Linked DNA regions of Mus musculus: region 2 is linked to region 1. The links are chromatin contacts, called in public promoter capture Hi-C maps. All regions are on one chromosome and are shown on one strand. Each heading gives the region's core, a stretch centred on a gene start, on an enhancer-like site or on the middle of the called end of the contact. The rest is flanking DNA. Distances are from core to core; before and after follow the strand shown.

Region 1 (3,130 bases), core at 310-2,809:
AGTTTCCTGTGTAACATAGCTTATGACCCTTATTATCACTATTATTTTCATAGGTGGGGGAAAAGGCTGAGAGGAGATAGATTTGTGAAGGCCGCACATTATTTTCTTTTAACACAAATGCAAATATTTCTTTAGAATATACTTGTGGACAGTTTCTTTTTTTCTTTTGCCTGTCTCTAGGGTGTTAATGTCCTACTGGAAACAACAGAAAACATCAAGTACACACAGCAGTTAGACCCTCCAAGGATCCAGCCCTACCCTCTCAATGTTCTTGGCCAAGGGATTCAGGAAGGAGAAGAAGGTAGGCTGCACTGTTGGAGAGAATTGGGTTAGTGGTGCTATCTGGGGTAGGAGGCCTTTTAACTGAGAGTCCAAGATGCTCTCTGCCTTCAGTCCTGGGATCTATCGGAGAAGTCAGTTTCTGTAACAGACAAGTTGTCCATTAAGTCTAAAGCACTGGTGACCTGTGATGGATGGTGCTCTTCCAAAATGAAAACTTTCATTTCCATTACCAAGGAATTTGGAGGTAGGTGAAGGGGAAGATGGGTGTGACTGAATGGGCAAGAGACATATGTGTGTTAAATAGAAGACTTAGAGAGACCAGAAAGAGGAGAGGTGCCAAAGATGACAAGGTTCAAGGACAAAGGAAGACGGAAGCTTGTAGCATCTAGAAAACCAATGAAGGGACCTTGGAGATTGTGGGTAGAGGATGGCATGGGTAAAGAAGGAAGGAGTGAGGGAAGGAAGGAGTCCTGGTTCAGGAAAAAGCAAGTCAGTGTGGTCAGAGGATTGAGGAAGTCTAGACTCCAGGTGAACTGTTCAGGAACAACTTTTCTACTGATCCAAGAGTCAATAACTCTTTCTTCTGTGTGCCTAAGGGCATAAAACTTCAATACTTCCCTATGTTTTAAAAACACATGGCAGTCTTTAGTCACTGACTATACATAATGAAAAGAAAAAAAAAAACCATCCTTTTAGTGATTATTCAGATTCTTAGAATGAAACTACAAATTCATCTTGCCTATATATCAACTTAAGGAAGGAAGGAAGGAAGGAAGGAAGGAAGGAAGGAAGGAAGGAAGGAAGGAAGGAAGAGACGGAGGGAGAGAGGATGGAAGGAAGGAAGTGCATAGCCTCTTCCTCCATAAGGCAACTTGAGCTTATTGTCTGGGTTGGCAGAAACAAAACTTCTAGAACCTTAGGAAGGAGAGGAGGAAGTTATGCTGATCCAGGATGGTACATGGGTGGTGAGTAGCTCCATTGCTGCTGCCCATGTCATCTAGTGAGAAGAGCTACAGGCTAGACCCATTGAGAGGAGAAAGCTGTGTTGCTTCAGAAGAGCAGCATTTCCCAAACGCTCTGGCTTTAGTCTGCCTGAGGCTCTCTGGGGGCCCTTCCTACCTCCAGCTAAGCACTGAGATCTGACAACTCAGATCTGACAGCTCTGAATTCATGAGCTCAGCTTGCCAAGACACCTAGAATGAGCAAGAAGTTCTGGAGGGAACTTACCTAATGCTCAGGCAGGATGGGACAAGTTTCTGTTAAGCAGTGTGTAGAGTACTTGTCAGAGGGACAAGAACCTTTTATAGAGGATTTAATGGCTCTCATATGTATTTTAGACAGGATGTCTCCACCCTACAAGCAGGCTTGATTCATCCAAGGCTTAGCCCAGCCCAGCCCCACCTCCTTTTTTCTTCAGTTCACCTTCTGACCCAAGACTGCTTTCCTCTAATTACAAGCCCTTTCTACCACATTTGGAGCTGTCTTTTGTTATGTTTGTCCCCCTTATGACTAGGAGACCCCTTTCTAATGAGCTGGGCTCAGCAGTAATTTGCACAGGCCTGAGATCCCAGGGAATATGATACATCACCTGCAAAGTAAGAGAAGTCTTTGTTTCTTCATTCAGGCATTCAAGAACATATCCGCTTATTGAAGATTATTCTTTTCAGAGTATTTTTTTATTTTTCTGATACTGCTGCTGTTACTTACACATGTTCTATTCTCTTTCACAGCTGATAAGAAAAAGGCTTAAGGTGATTATTCGTGGTCTCTTTACTGGACAGAAGGATCCCAGTGGCCCTGTGGATTTGAAAGGCAAGGCCAAAGGAAAGAACCTTTTTCATACTGACTCATAGAAACCCATTTCCTCAAAACTTCACAGCAATATCCAAGGTGAAAGTATCAATCAGTTCAGTCCAAGAGAGCATGGGGCTTTTACAATAGGTTACCTTCCTTTGGGTTCTCTCCTGCTCCATTTTATACTCACTGTCTCTGGGCTACAAGAGGAATATATTTGTCAACTATATATGCACGAACACACACACACACACACACACACACACACACACACACACACACACACACTGGAGGCCATTATACACAATTCAGGGACTCAACACCATCTGTTAGGTCAGGTGTCTTTTCTAACACAGCATCATCTGCATCAGCTGTCAGATCACAATTGGTTAGTGGAAGAGATACCAGGGCTTCTCTCAGGCTGGGTGGCAGATGACTTCTCACCCTAAAGATTTTTTGACTGGTCTGAATATCTGTCATCATGACAGCAGTCACAAACCCATCCCTTACTGAATACCTGTTCACTAGCCCTTTCCTTCATGGAGGAATCCATAACGATGAAGTGGGGGTGTCTAGAGGGTGTCCACTGATGCTGTATCTTCAATGTAACAAACAATGGTAATTGAGTTTCTCTAAAAACACTCATATTTTGAAGATATTCTGAAGATTGGCTGATCATACCTCCATGGTTGCAGACTTAAATTACCACAATGAGAGCCAAAATGACCTCAAGCTATTCTTAGTTCTTTAATAGCCATTTATTCTCTACACCTGTATTTGACTTCACCCCATCTTGACTTGTAGACTAAACTTGGAATATATTGCTAAGCTTGACATGTGTAGCTTGTCCCAACTCAGAAGATAAAGGTGTCATCAGAGCACATTGGAAACGTGTAGCAGGGCTTTTGCTGCCTTGCTGTCTCCCATCTGCATGACGTTCCATCTGTTTGTTCAGTATGTGTGATTTGTAACTCTCTTTTGAGTCTGTGAAATGTTTTAAGTAACTTCCACAATGGAACATGTTACCTGAAGCACCCTGATCTGTGCCATGGGG
Region 2 (3,255 bases), core at 679-3,178, 1.2 Mb before region 1:
CACCAAGTGCAAAGGATGAGTTAAAATAGTGAGAAAAAAGCAAAAGTAGCAAAGACTGATAAAAATCTGGGCTAGCTATAGCCCAGAGCCGAACTAGGTACAGAGGAACAAGAAGAGAAGGTTCAAGTGACACTCAGTGCTAGAACCCAGGGAAATGGGAGTTACTAACCCCAGGAAAGAGGAAGCAGAGGAGTCTTGGATGATTCCAGACTTGTGGTTTGGATGGCAAGGTTAGAAGTAAAAGATGCTTGCTAGTGTGAACGTGCAGATGGCAGAGAATGGGAGTGAAGCTACTAATTTCAGTTGGAGCCATGCCGAGCTACCTTCTGGACACCACAGTGTTGTGGGAAATAAAAGAAACTCAACTTTCAGTTCAAAGAGGCGAGGTCTAAGCGCTACTTGTGGTGAATGCACTTGTAAATTCATAGCACAGGCTATGAATAAAGGACAAGTTGTAGGGATAATCATTACCCTTTGTTCTCAGCAGGGGAAAGGTCATGCTTGATCTTTAGTTATACATTTATGGAAGTTGGACTTGTACTTGTAAAATAAGTTATGACTTTTTCTGCCTCCTTTTAAGATACGTTACTAAATCAAAAGCAGCATGATGAAAAAAAAAAAAAGGCCTGCAAATACTAATGCTGTAATGTTCTCAGCTCAGCACAGACTGCCAGGCTCCAACATGTAATTAAACTAATTCATATTTGTTGTTGTAAGACTAGCACGAATCATTTTCTTTTCTAATCGGCAAGATGGTACCTGGCTGATGTCAATACATCAACATTCATCATTATTTTAAAATTGTGTGTGTGTGTCTATCACCCAGGGCCTCCAGCCCTCTTATTGTCTAGCAGGAAGCTGCAATAGCTTGAGAGAGATGCCACTCCCCTAATAATCAAAGTTCTTTTTCATTTCTCAATACAGAGCTGTTCCCTGTCAGCTGTCGTTCTTTATTACAACACATTGTATACAAACATTTGATTTGGCAAACTGATCCCATTCTCCCAAATTAAACCCGTAAATTTCTTGGGCGGAACGTTTTTTCCCCTTAGCTAACTATAATACGACCTATCGTCAGTGGCCAATCACACCTGACATATATGATAGTCTTTAAACTAACAGGCTCCCATTAGACAGTTTGGGCTAACTCTATCGAGCCAGTCCAAGAGCAATTTCTTTGATAGAGACAGTTCTTACTGTCGATATACATTTTCAGTACACACGGACACACACGCGGGCGTGAGTTGGAGCTCAACAAGTATTGACTACATCAATAGAACAAAGGCAGGGATAAAAATATGGACAGGCAACATTTAAGATTTACATTCCAGGTATGCTAAATGCTTCCCTTGCATTATCTCATTTAGTCTCATAACATCCTCTAAGATGATGAAAACGGGCTAGAGAGGGAGTAATTATCTGACAATCAGAAGTCTACTTCTTCCTGAATTGGTTATAACGAATCAGAGTCTATCAGGATTAGATCCCTGCTAAGGATAAATGGTCTTCTCCAGGGGTCAATAATGGCTCTTTCACAGTTTTCTGGGTGACCTTGCTTATCCTTTCTTATTATCTCAGTCTTAGTAGTGGCGATCCCATCCCTGCAGACCTAGTTCAACCTTGAGTCACTTTCCCTTCCGGCTCCTCCCGATTCGAATCTCAGGGCAGAAGAGCCCAAGAGCCCCGTCACAGCCAGGGGCAGGTGTTAGCTTAGTCTCGGTCGTGCTGTCTCCCCTTCTCGCCCCACGAAAGCAAGCGTCCCGGGACTCACCCTAGCTGCTCCTGGCCGCCTCGCAGGCGTGGCCCCAAGAGTGCGCAGGCGCATAGCGCAGTTTCTCAGCATTGCTCAAGCCGAGGGCAGGACGCTGCTCTCTGCTCTGTTCCAGAAAGAGCCACACTATCCACACGCCGACTCTGGGCTATTAACTGTGGAGGCGGGCGGGTGGAGGGCGGAGCCGCGCGCCGCCCACAGTGCTGGCGCCTCTCCGAATCCGGGCGGACCGAATCCTCTACACCCGCTTTTGGTTCCGGGAGATTTTGCGTCCGGCTCTCAGCCACGGTTACTGCACTGGCGCAGCGAGACAGCCTAGTTTAGTTCCTTGTTCACAGGCAGTTTAACGCTCCAGCCAGCGAAAGACTCATCATCTCGGCCGAACAGGAGCACACACAAGGAGTGGATAACCACTAGGTGCGGGTTGATGGTGTTGGTCTTCTGGGTGTAGAACACGTGCACATACATTTAAAACTCTGTCAGTCTCTACTATTTAACAGGTACACTCTTCAGGTGCCCCTTCTCTCCGCACGCGCGCATATGTGTCTGTGTACTGAAAATGTATATCAACTTTTACTCTAGTAAGAACCGTCTCTATCAAAGAAATTGCTCTTGGTCTGGCTCGATAGAGTTAGCCCAAACTGTCTAATGGGAGCCTGTTAGTTTAAAGACTATCCGTTGATTCACTGATTTGTTCTTTCTGTGCTGGGAACAGAAGAATCTCAGTGTCCCACAAAGGAATACAGAAGCAAAGCAATTATTTTTGTCAAAGGGTGCACCAAGATCCAACTACAGTTAGCAAGCACACAGGGGACAGGTGGTGACTGCCCCACGCTCCCCTGACCCCAATTGCCCGGCGTTTGTTGTGATTGACTAGTTTTAAAATGATAATTACAAAGGAAATGAAAAACTAATAGAAGGAGTTGTGGATAGTCTAATATTTGGATAGTGGTGTCATAAAGCATTTAATTCTAGCACTTAGGGGCAGAGGTGGGTGGTTCAAACCAGCTAAGACAACATAATGATACCTTATCTCAAAAACCTAACCAAACCAAACAACAAAAAGCAAAACAAAAACAAAGAAAGGAAGAGAAATCTGCATTGAGTTGGAGATATGGTTCGTAAGTTTAAAAGCAATGGTTAGAATCTGAGCGCCCACATGGCAGCTCACAGCTGTTTGCAATTCCAGTTCCAGGGGATTGGATACCCTCTCTTTCTTTTGGTTTCTGTGGGCACCAGGCATGCATGTGGTGCACAGACAAAACACCCATATAAATAAAGTCAAATAACAATAATAATAGTTGTTCTCTACTCTGTTTCACAGTGAGTCTTATATGCCTTCAAGTTCTTCTGTCTTTTACCTAAGACACCCTTTTTTTGTTTGTTTTTTGTTTTTTGTGTTTTGTTTTTCGAGGCAGGGTTTTTCTATGTAGCTCTGGCTGTCCTGAAACTCACTCTGTAGACCAGACTGGCCTCGAACTCAG

What was found. Promoter capture Hi-C pulls out the DNA fragments that hold promoters and counts their contacts.
Region 2: a contact with region 1 is called in a promoter capture Hi-C map of hippocampal neurons, with 6 times the contacts expected there. The contact joins the promoter of Them4 here to the promoter of Crnn in region 1. A contact is called at or near these places in 5 of 39 promoter capture datasets (the 3T3-L1 cell line, 3T3-L1-derived adipocytes, hippocampal neurons and 2 more).

What each region holds. Positions count from the first base shown.
Region 1 is chr3:93,143,218-93,146,347 of GRCm38.p6, reverse strand. It overlaps Crnn (cornulin), which reads right to left and starts at 1,559. Exons shown (of 3, transcript NM_001081200.2): 1 at 1,510-1,559.
Region 2 is chr3:94,308,805-94,312,059 of GRCm38.p6, reverse strand. It overlaps Them4 (thioesterase superfamily member 4), which reads right to left and starts at 1,928. Exons shown (of 6, transcript NM_029431.1): 1 at 1,772-1,928. The coding sequence starts at 1,843. Gm36010 (a long non-coding RNA gene) reads left to right here and starts at 2,007. Exons shown (of 4, transcript XR_867460.2): 1 at 2,007-2,188.